Linked DNA regions of Mus musculus: all the other regions are linked to region 1. The links are chromatin contacts, called in public promoter capture Hi-C maps. All regions are on one chromosome and are shown on one strand. Each heading gives the region's core, a stretch centred on a gene start, on an enhancer-like site or on the middle of the called end of the contact. The rest is flanking DNA. Distances are from core to core; before and after follow the strand shown. Region 1 holds the start of Bhlha9 (basic helix-loop-helix family, member a9). Region 2 holds the start of Cpd (carboxypeptidase D). Region 3 overlaps Abr (active BCR-related gene).

The links. Promoter capture Hi-C pulls out the DNA fragments that hold promoters and counts their contacts.
Region 2: a promoter capture Hi-C map of stem cell-derived epiblast-like cells shows a contact between it and region 1, with 4 times the contacts expected there. The contact joins the promoter of Cpd here to the promoter of Bhlha9 in region 1. A contact is called at or near these places in 16 of 39 promoter capture datasets (the 3T3-L1 cell line, 3T3-L1-derived adipocytes, the C10 cell line and 10 more), 1 of 15 datasets of contacts at CTCF or cohesin (pro-B cells), 6 of 484 Hi-C or Micro-C datasets (all in embryonic stem cells), 7 of 115 datasets of contacts at active chromatin or transcription factors (embryonic stem cells, large pre-B cells and memory CD8 T cells) and 3 of 9 other capture datasets (adipose tissue, embryonic stem cells and pancreatic islet).
Region 3: a promoter capture Hi-C map of hippocampal neurons shows a contact between it and region 1, with 2.5 times the contacts expected there. The contact joins the enhancer-like site here to the promoter of Bhlha9 in region 1. A contact is called at or near these places in 14 of 39 promoter capture datasets (the 3T3-L1 cell line, 3T3-L1-derived adipocytes, the C10 cell line and 9 more), 1 of 484 Hi-C or Micro-C datasets (bone marrow-derived macrophages), 6 of 115 datasets of contacts at active chromatin or transcription factors (the 230-238 cell line, bone marrow-derived macrophages, craniofacial prominence and 3 more) and 2 of 9 other capture datasets (adipose tissue and liver).

Annotation. Positions count from the first base shown.
Region 1 is chr11:76,671,069-76,673,841 of GRCm38.p6, forward strand. It overlaps Bhlha9 (basic helix-loop-helix family, member a9), which reads left to right and starts at 1,402. Exons shown (of 1, transcript NM_177182.4): 1 at 1,402-2,608. The coding sequence starts at 1,481. The coding sequence ends at 2,176.
Region 2 is chr11:76,845,634-76,848,406 of GRCm38.p6, forward strand. Cpd (carboxypeptidase D) reads right to left here and starts at 1,375. Exons shown (of 21, transcript NM_007754.2): 1 at 591-1,375. The coding sequence starts at 1,333.
Region 3 is chr11:76,513,997-76,516,769 of GRCm38.p6, forward strand. All of the region lies in intron 1 of Abr (active BCR-related gene), which reads right to left. It also overlaps the pseudogene Gm12341. Among named protein-coding and RNA genes, the nearest start is that of Abr, 56 kb to the right of the region's middle. Within about 2 kb of position 1,360, at least 11 of the 459 cell types and tissues checked have an H3K27ac peak or open chromatin away from gene starts, as enhancers often do. A contact at or near this core is called in hippocampal neurons, where this site is marked.

The sequences.
Region 1 (2,773 bases), core at 152-2,651:
AGTGCTGGGATGACAGGCAGGTGCTACTGTGCCTAGTTTCTAGCTACTTTTTAAACTTTTTGTTCTGTTTTGGTTTTGAGGTGAGGTCTCCAATAGCCCAGGTTGACCTCAAACTATTATGTAGTTGAGGCTGGCCTCTGCCTCCCAAGTGCTGGGATTCCAGGTGTGTGCCAACATGCTGGGCTTAGCTGTTTTCTGTTCCACATATGTTGAACTTATTAGAGGAATCCATCCTGATAAATACAGCCTTTAGGTTATTTCATCAGTGAATGCAGGCAGTTGGTTTCCCAGTGCCCCGTTCTTTCCCTCTGCAGGAAAACTCAGCTTGAAAGCAATGAGGTCATTGGTAATATGTGTGTGACCTGTGTGCCCATCCTGGCTGGTGCCACAGCATTTGGAATGTGGCTGGGAATGAGGTTAAACTTAATCTTATGTTGCTCCTGATAAATCATGAATGCATACCTGAAATTCCATGGGGGAGTCTGTCTTTCTTCCTTCCTTCTTTCCCTCCTTCCATCTTTTTCCTCTCTTTCTTTCCCTTTTTTGATCTTGTTTAAAATTCCAGTCCTCAGTGACAGCGATGGAGAGAGTGCCCTGGATTCCTAACCTGACCTTACTCTGTAGAGGGACTGGGCTGCTTAAAGGCCCTGGACATTAAGAGTTGCTCCCTGATGGGTATTGCAAGGGAAGCCAGACATAAAAGTCCTCATCACTCTTTGCTTCTGACTCAGCCCAGCTCTGCCTGAAGAAAGGGAAGCCCCCCCAAAAGTAGGGGGAATGTTGGGCTTAATCCAAACACCAACCCAGAATCCAGACGAGCCTCACGGTGGTAGCTGAAAGGTTTCTTGTAGCACAGCAGGGTTGGCTGCCTCTGATCTGCTCCTCCTTTCTGGATTCTTCTGCAACGGCCAGGCTGTACCTTAGTGTCAACTCTGGCTGCTCACAGATGGCGTTCAGGATGGAGCTCAGCAGTAGGTGCTCTTAGTCGGTGAGACATCTCTCCGGCCCTCAAGGTTTTTAAAATTCACTCAATCCACCCTTGCTATCCTTCTGCAACCCTATCTGCTCCCTTGCCAAGAATCTAATGTGGCATTCTACCTGGGGTCAGGAGTAGGGGAAACCGAACCCGGTTGCCGGAGAGGGTCCGTGCAGCACAGCAAGTATGTTCCCTGTGACAACTGGAGCATTGCCCAGGGCGTGGCCAGGCTGCCCAGCTGGTCCTGTGTACAAGAATCTGCACGCTTCCTTCCTTGCTTGCTTCCTTCCTCTCAGGTCCTCCCTCACCATCTCACCTGGGGGCAGGTAATAAAGCAGGAGGAGGGAGATGGATGGACTGGGAGGGCGGGGAGCCGCGTGGTGCCATAAAGCCCAGCTAGAGAGGACCTGTCCAGAGAGTGTCCAGCCAGCAAGAGCCATCAGTCAGTGGACCAGCAGCCTTTTGGACCCAAATAGCTGAAGCTGTGAGACCAGGACATAGGCCATGCTCCGAGGCACGCCAGGACTAGGCCTCGGGGGCCTGAACCGGGCTGAGGATTTTGTGGAGGACTTGGGGCGCTCCTGCTCGGAGGCTGGCAGGAATTTTGGAGTGCTGAGGAGGAGCAGCTTGGACGAGGCAGAAGAGGCAGCTGGCAGAAAGCGCGAGCGGCCCACACGGTCCAAGGCTCGGCGCATGGCGGCTAACGTGCGGGAGCGCAAGCGCATCCTGGATTACAACGAGGCGTTCAACGCGCTCCGCCGGGCGCTGCAGCATGACCTCGGAGGCAAGAGGCTCTCCAAGATCGCTACGCTGCGCAGGGCCATCCACCGCATCACTGCTCTATCCTTGGTCCTGCGTGCCAGTCCGGCGCCCCGCTGGCCCTGCGGACACCTGGAGTGTCACGGCCAGGCTGCCCAAGGCTCGAGCACGGGGAATTCCAGCTTCAGTGTTCCGCGGTCAGCGCCGTCTCCTATAGCGCCTAGCCTAACGCGCAGGGACATCGCCAGCCCCTTAGTGCCGCCTACACCGCGCTGCGCTTCGTGTTCCCCGCACTCGCACTTGGGGCGGCCTAGGGTGATGGCCGAAGTGCCCAATTTGGCCCAAACCTCCGGGGGAAACTGGCGTCAATGTCCTGGGGCTCCCCCTGTTCGACCGGTTTCGTGGCGGTGGGGTTCTGGGCTGGGCTACCAGCACTCTTGATCGTGCCACCCAGAGGGAAGCCGGCTTGGCCCGAGTGACTGCAAAAGAGAAGATGGCAGAAGTCATCCTGGACAGAGCAAAATTGAATGGGGTTGTGACTTGCGTGGCAAAGGAGGATGTCTTACCATGGGAAGGAACTACCGGGCTCAGGGCAGCCTTCCCACATCCCAGCCTGGGGTGGTGAAAAAGAAGGGAGATTTTAGGTTTGGACTTGGTCAACCCCTTGTTCCTGGAAAGTGGCCTTTGCTTTCCTTTGCTTCTGAGCCCTCCTTTTCCCTTGCCGCCTTTGGAAAGTGGGACTTGTGGGACTGTGTGGGTAGGCAGCTGCTATGATCTGAGGGCATATGCTGTGGTCCTCTTCCCCGGTTTGGGCTGCTGCTGAACTGAGAGAAGCCCAGAAAATGATCAAATAAAAAGGAAACATGTCTTCTCCGTCTGCTATCAGGACTCCAATGAGTTCAGTGTCCTAGTATGACAGAAAAGCCTCAGAAACGGGGTATTATCTTGGAAGGATGAATAGGGTCTACAGCCCCCAGGTAGGCACTGGATCACTGGTATATAGCAGGAATGGCTAGACACTCCTCTGTGTGCTGGAGA
Region 2 (2,773 bases), core at 125-2,624, 170 kb after region 1:
CTGGGGGTGTCGTTTGCTATTTCTGAACTACATTCTGTCTCCCTGGCAGTGGAGCACTGAGTAACCAGGCTTAGATTCCCCGATGTTAGTCAACCAGTCTGCCCTTCAATTTCCCCGTATGCAAAACAAGAGTACCAGTGGTGTCTAGAGGATATGAGTGGTGTCTAGGTCGCCCGGTTGTGGTCAACATCGAGTGACATAATGCAGTCGCAGAAAGTGCTTGCCACAGTGCTTCTAGTGACAAGCTTAGCTACATACATAATGAAGGTGCTAACTTAGGAATCCTTAAAATCCGTACCCGTTGCTCATATACGATGGTCTTTCAAAAATAGGGATAGAATGGGAGGGGGGAAAAAGCCCCCCGGCTTGCCCTGCACAAATGACAGCCACAAGCAGGCTTCTTTACAGTTAGCAAGAGGAAGAGGTACTGCAACCTGGCCTCCGTTCCAGTTACTGGGTGTCACTCTCCACACCGACTGCCCCCGACCCCTTAGGCTGGCAAGCACTGTTTGGGCGCCTGCTGGCTGTCAAAATAAGCCTCCTGGCCTCGAAGGCTCACGTGGGACCGAAAGCAGTCAGGCAACGCTTACTTGTTCCTGCGGATCCAGTCGATGAGGGCGCGCACCTCCGGCACCTCATCCAGGGAAGGTGGCTCGCCGGTGCTGAACTGGTCAGGGAAGCTGCGGTTGAGGTCGCGGCCTCGGCTGTTGTCACGGCCGCTGGTCCCAGGCGGGCCGCTGTCGCCGAGGCCGCAGTCACCCTCGCGGGCACGTTCGAAGCCATCCGGGTTCAGGCTGGGCAGCAAATACACGTCGGTGGTGTTGAGCAGGCGGACCAGGCGCGGGTCCCCGCGGCGGTAGCCCGACGCCAGCTCGCGGGCCAGGTAGACCAACACCTGGCGTGACACCGTCTCGTCGCCGTGCATGTTACCCACCAGCTTCACCTGCGGCCGGCCGGGCAGCAGCGGCCCCGCGGCGTCCAGCCCCGCGGCGGCGGTGGGCGGCGGCCCCAGGCCCGCTGTGAGGCGCAGCACCCACAGCGGCCGGCCCTCCACCGAGCTGCCGATGCTGAAGAGACGCGCCAGGCCGGGTGGCCCCGCGGCCGCCGCCGCTTCCAGCGCCTCGCCCAGCGCCGCTTCGTGGTAGTAGTGGTCAAACTGGCCCTCGGCCGCCTCGGAGCCGCCAACGGTTGTCGTGGTCGCCTCAGCCTTCTTGATGTGCGCCGCCTGGGCCGAGCTCCTCAGTAGCAGCAGCAGCAGCAGCAGCGGTGGCGGCGGCAGCAGACGCAGGCGTCCCAGCCGCCAGGGCGGCCGCTCATCCCGGCCGCTCGCCATCTTCCAGCAACGCCGCTAATACCGCTCCGCTCCAGCGGCTCCACACTCCGGGAGGCGGCAGCCCGCCGGATCCCCTCCGCGCCTAGCAACCCCATCCCGCCTTCCAGCCTTAGCCAATCGTAGCCTTGAATGCTTGGGTGTCACTCTAGGGGGCGGGGCTTTCCTTAAAGCGGACGATTTTCCCTCTGGGCGTGTCTCCACTCCAGTCCTTAGGGACTTTAGTCGCTTTCCTTTCCTCCACTAAGGTTCTACCCTCTGTCTTCCCGCCTCCCTATTTCCTCTTCTACTTCTCTCGTTTTGTTTTGTTTTGTTTTGTTTTGTTTTGTTTTTTGCTCAGTCTCTTCTTTATGGCTTCTCCTCTGAAATTCTCTGAGAGCTTTTACTAGCCCCCTTCTTCGTTGCAGCATTTCTTAGCTACGCTTTAATGCTTTAGAGTCAGTAATCAAAAGAATCGAAAGGTTCCAAAGATTAAAGGACTCTTGAGAAAATCAGGAAGTTAGAAAGAATCTTAATCTCCTTGGAGAATCAAAGACCTCCTTAGTCCCATCTCCTTTGCACCTTCCTCCCCGCCCCCCCCCCATCCCCCTTGATCGGTTCTGCCTGGGCTTGAGCCCATCTGCCTACATGCAGTTGAAGAGAATGAGACACCTCATAAAGCAATCAATTCTATTTTTGATTTGTCGCGTGACTAGGTATCTCCTTTATTAAGTGGAAACTTCCATAGTAGGCGCCCTCTGTCTTAATGTGGTCTTAATTGGCCATTCAAAAGTGTTGGATTGTAACTATCTTCTTTGTGTGCTGGTCTCTGCTCTCACTGAGGAGATATCGTTTTTTAGTGACCTTACCCTCCTCTCACACTTCTTTTGAGTAGGAGCATCTAGATCACCTCTATACAGCCATAGCTATAGTTTTGGAATGCTGTCTTTAAGAGATAGATTTGCCATGTCTAGAAATACCTGCTTGGCAAGTGTACTTCCCCCAAGGTATTTGGGTAAGTCCAGAAAAACCTAACCTTCCAAGTAAAGTTTAATCACGTTAGCTTGAAGAAATTTGAAGTTTGGCAATCCTTTTATCAAGCGTGAAATTCTAACCCATCTAATGACATAATTGTGATAACCATTATCATTCCCTTCTTTCGGTGCTGGATGGTTCGAGTTTCTGAACTCTAATTGAATCTTCATAGAGCCCGTGGAATTCACTGATTACTGAGTATTTATTGAGTAATTGGTGTCTGTCAAAGCTAGAAGCTGGGAAGCAAGGCATTGCTTGCATAGTTAGAGATCCAATGCAGGGATGAACAATGCAATACATCTGTGGGGACATTCCTGAGGAAAACCTCATTCAGTCTGAGGAGAAGGCAACCAAGAAGCTAGGGAAGAAGCCAAGATGGGAGTGAAGAATTCTGGATAGAAGGAGGAGCATGCACGGGAGGTTGGAAAG
Region 3 (2,773 bases), core at 110-2,609, 160 kb before region 1:
CAAACACTGCTGGTTTTCTATCTCGTATCATCGCCTCTTCCCTGTTTGCATCAGTTTGGTTTCATATGGAGCAAGGAGCCCAAGAGCCAGGACATCTATCTGCGGCTGCTTGTCAAGCTGTACAGGTTTCTGGCCAGACAGACCAACTCCACCTTCAATCAGGTTGTGCTGAAGAGGTTGCTCATGAGCCGAACCAACCGGCCATCTCTGTCCCTGTCCCGCATGATCTCCTGGCCGGGAGAACAAGACTGCTGTGGTTGTGGGGACGGTCACAGATGATGTGCAGATTCTGCAAGTTCCCAAGCTGAAGGTGTGTGCACTGTGGGTGAGCAGCCGGGCCTGGAGTCGCATCCTCAAGGCTGGGGGTAAGATCCTCACCTTTGACCAGCTGGCCCTGAAGTCTCCCAAGGGCCGGGGCACTGTGCTCCTGTCTGGTCCTCCGAAGGGCTGAGAGGCATTTTGGCAAGGCCCCAGGAACCCCACACAGCCATACCAAACCCTATGTCCGTTCCAAGGGCCGGAAGTTTGAGCGCGCCAGAGGCCGAAGGGCCAGCCGAGGCTACAAAAACTAACCCTGGATCTTACTGTTAATAAAAAAAGCATTGGATGTTGAAAATAAAATAAAATATAAAAAAAGAAGTGACTGCTAAATACCATCCTGGCCAGTGAGATTCTGAGAGGCCTCTGGCTTGATTTGGTTACTTGCCGTGAACTTGGCTGTGATGACAGGAGCTACAACAGCCATTCTGCTGCTGGGAGGAAAAAGTGAAAAGCTAGCAAAGATATCTCTGTGAGCCGTGAGGCTACGGAGCCAACTGAAACCAGTGCGCCTCGTTTCCTGAGAAGTAGGAAATAAAAGCCCTAGCAGATCAGGTTTCTGCCATGTGTGATGCAAGCTATTTCTAAGTAATACCCTTCCATCCCAGTAAAGGAAGACAGTCTAGCACGCGATAAAACTTCCCAGGCACGGTGAAGCAGAGAATGGGGATGAGGGGACCAAACATTCCAGGGATTATCACTTTCTAAGAGCAAGGGATGGAGAAGACAGACTCCATCCATTGTCTTTGAGTTTTCAACCTTTGTGCCTAGCATCAGGTAGCCACTTCTGGGCAGATACTTGGCTGAGTGGACAGTGGACAGGGAGAGCAAGCGCCAGGCCTGCAAGGTCTCCACTGGATGATACGTGTGAAGCACTTAGCACGTACTAAGCACCCAATACATCTTAGCTGCTATTGTTGATATTATTAATTAACTCTTGAACGATGTGTGGGTGCCTGCCAGGCGGGTGGGGGCCGGGAGCAGAGTTCTAGGCAAGGAGGAGGCTTGGCAATGGCGCAAGTATGAGAAACAGCAGGGCCCCTTACGGGTCTATAAATAGCCACCATGGCTGGAACACTGAGTGAGCGAGGAGGTGAAGGGAACAGCACGACAGAAGGGGGCACAGACTAGATCCTGAGTCAAGCTGGAGGGTGGTCAGGACTTGGAGCTCTGTTGAGTCAGCTTGCTAGCCCAGAGACCCCCGCCATGGGGGCACGGAACACAGCAGTTCCTCCTGACACGCTCCTGAGTGTCATACGCAGGTATAATCTGTGCCACCCAGAGAAGACATCACCCGTGAATGTGGGGTACCGTACTCCCAGTCTGTGATGAAGCCAGTATACTGAGAGCAGCCAGATGACAGGCCCTCGAACACAAATCCAAGCAATGAGAGAAGTGGCCGGTAAGAGGCGAGTTCAAACCAACGTGCCTCATTAGCCCTCATTTCTACTACCTCAGGTGCCCAAATGGCAGGAGATCAGTGTTCAAGACAATCTTGTCTTAAAGCTGGACTGAACCAAAGACCAACAGGCATAGCTGGACAGACACAATGAGGGCCCCAAGCTCCAAGCAGATGCTGATAAAAGGCCTGGGGTCCTCTCTTCCTCTTCTGCAGAGTCTAAAGAACCTACAGGTACAGGAGGATATAATTCCAGGTGGAGAGTGGTCCTGACATCCCAGCACGGATGACATCAAGGCTAACTATAAGTAGGTCATTTTCTACCTGGGAATCAATGGGGGTGTGGTGGGGGCAGAGAAGAAGCACAGAGGAAAGCACGGGCCTAACCATCAATCCGACGAAAGCAACATCAAGTCTGTCTGAGACCTGTCCTGCTGGCCCCAGGAGCTTCTTTGACCAACACTTATACACTGTGATTCACAACTGTGCCACACCGGACATGTTACTTCATTTCATCTGCAAAGGTCCATCTTGCAGATACTAGGTAAAACAAAAGCAGCCAGATATGAAAGCACACAATATAGGACGCTGTCACACACAGTTTAAGAACAAGTGAAACCCAGGGCTGGAAACAGGCAGTGCGCTGACTGGGACAGGCATGAGCAAACTTTCAAGGGTGATGGGAACATTCCCTAGCTTGATCGACTTATATAAAGAGACGTGGAAATGTTTTCTCAGTTGAATACCCAAGTCTGGTATACTTTATAAAAGTATGGTTTTGGGGCTGGAGAGATGGCTCAGCAGTTAAGAGCACTGACTGCTCTTCCAAAGGTCCTGAGTTCAATTCCCAGCAACCACATGATAGCTCAGAACCATCTGTAATAGGATCCCCTGCCCTCTTCTGGTGTGTCTGAAGACAGCTACAGTGTGCTCATATATATAAAATAAATAAACAAATCAGAAAGAAAGAAAGAAAGAAAGAAAGAAAGAAAGAAAGAAAGAAAGAAAGAAAGAAAGGGAGAGAGAGAGAGAGAAAGAGAGAGAGGGAGGGAGGGA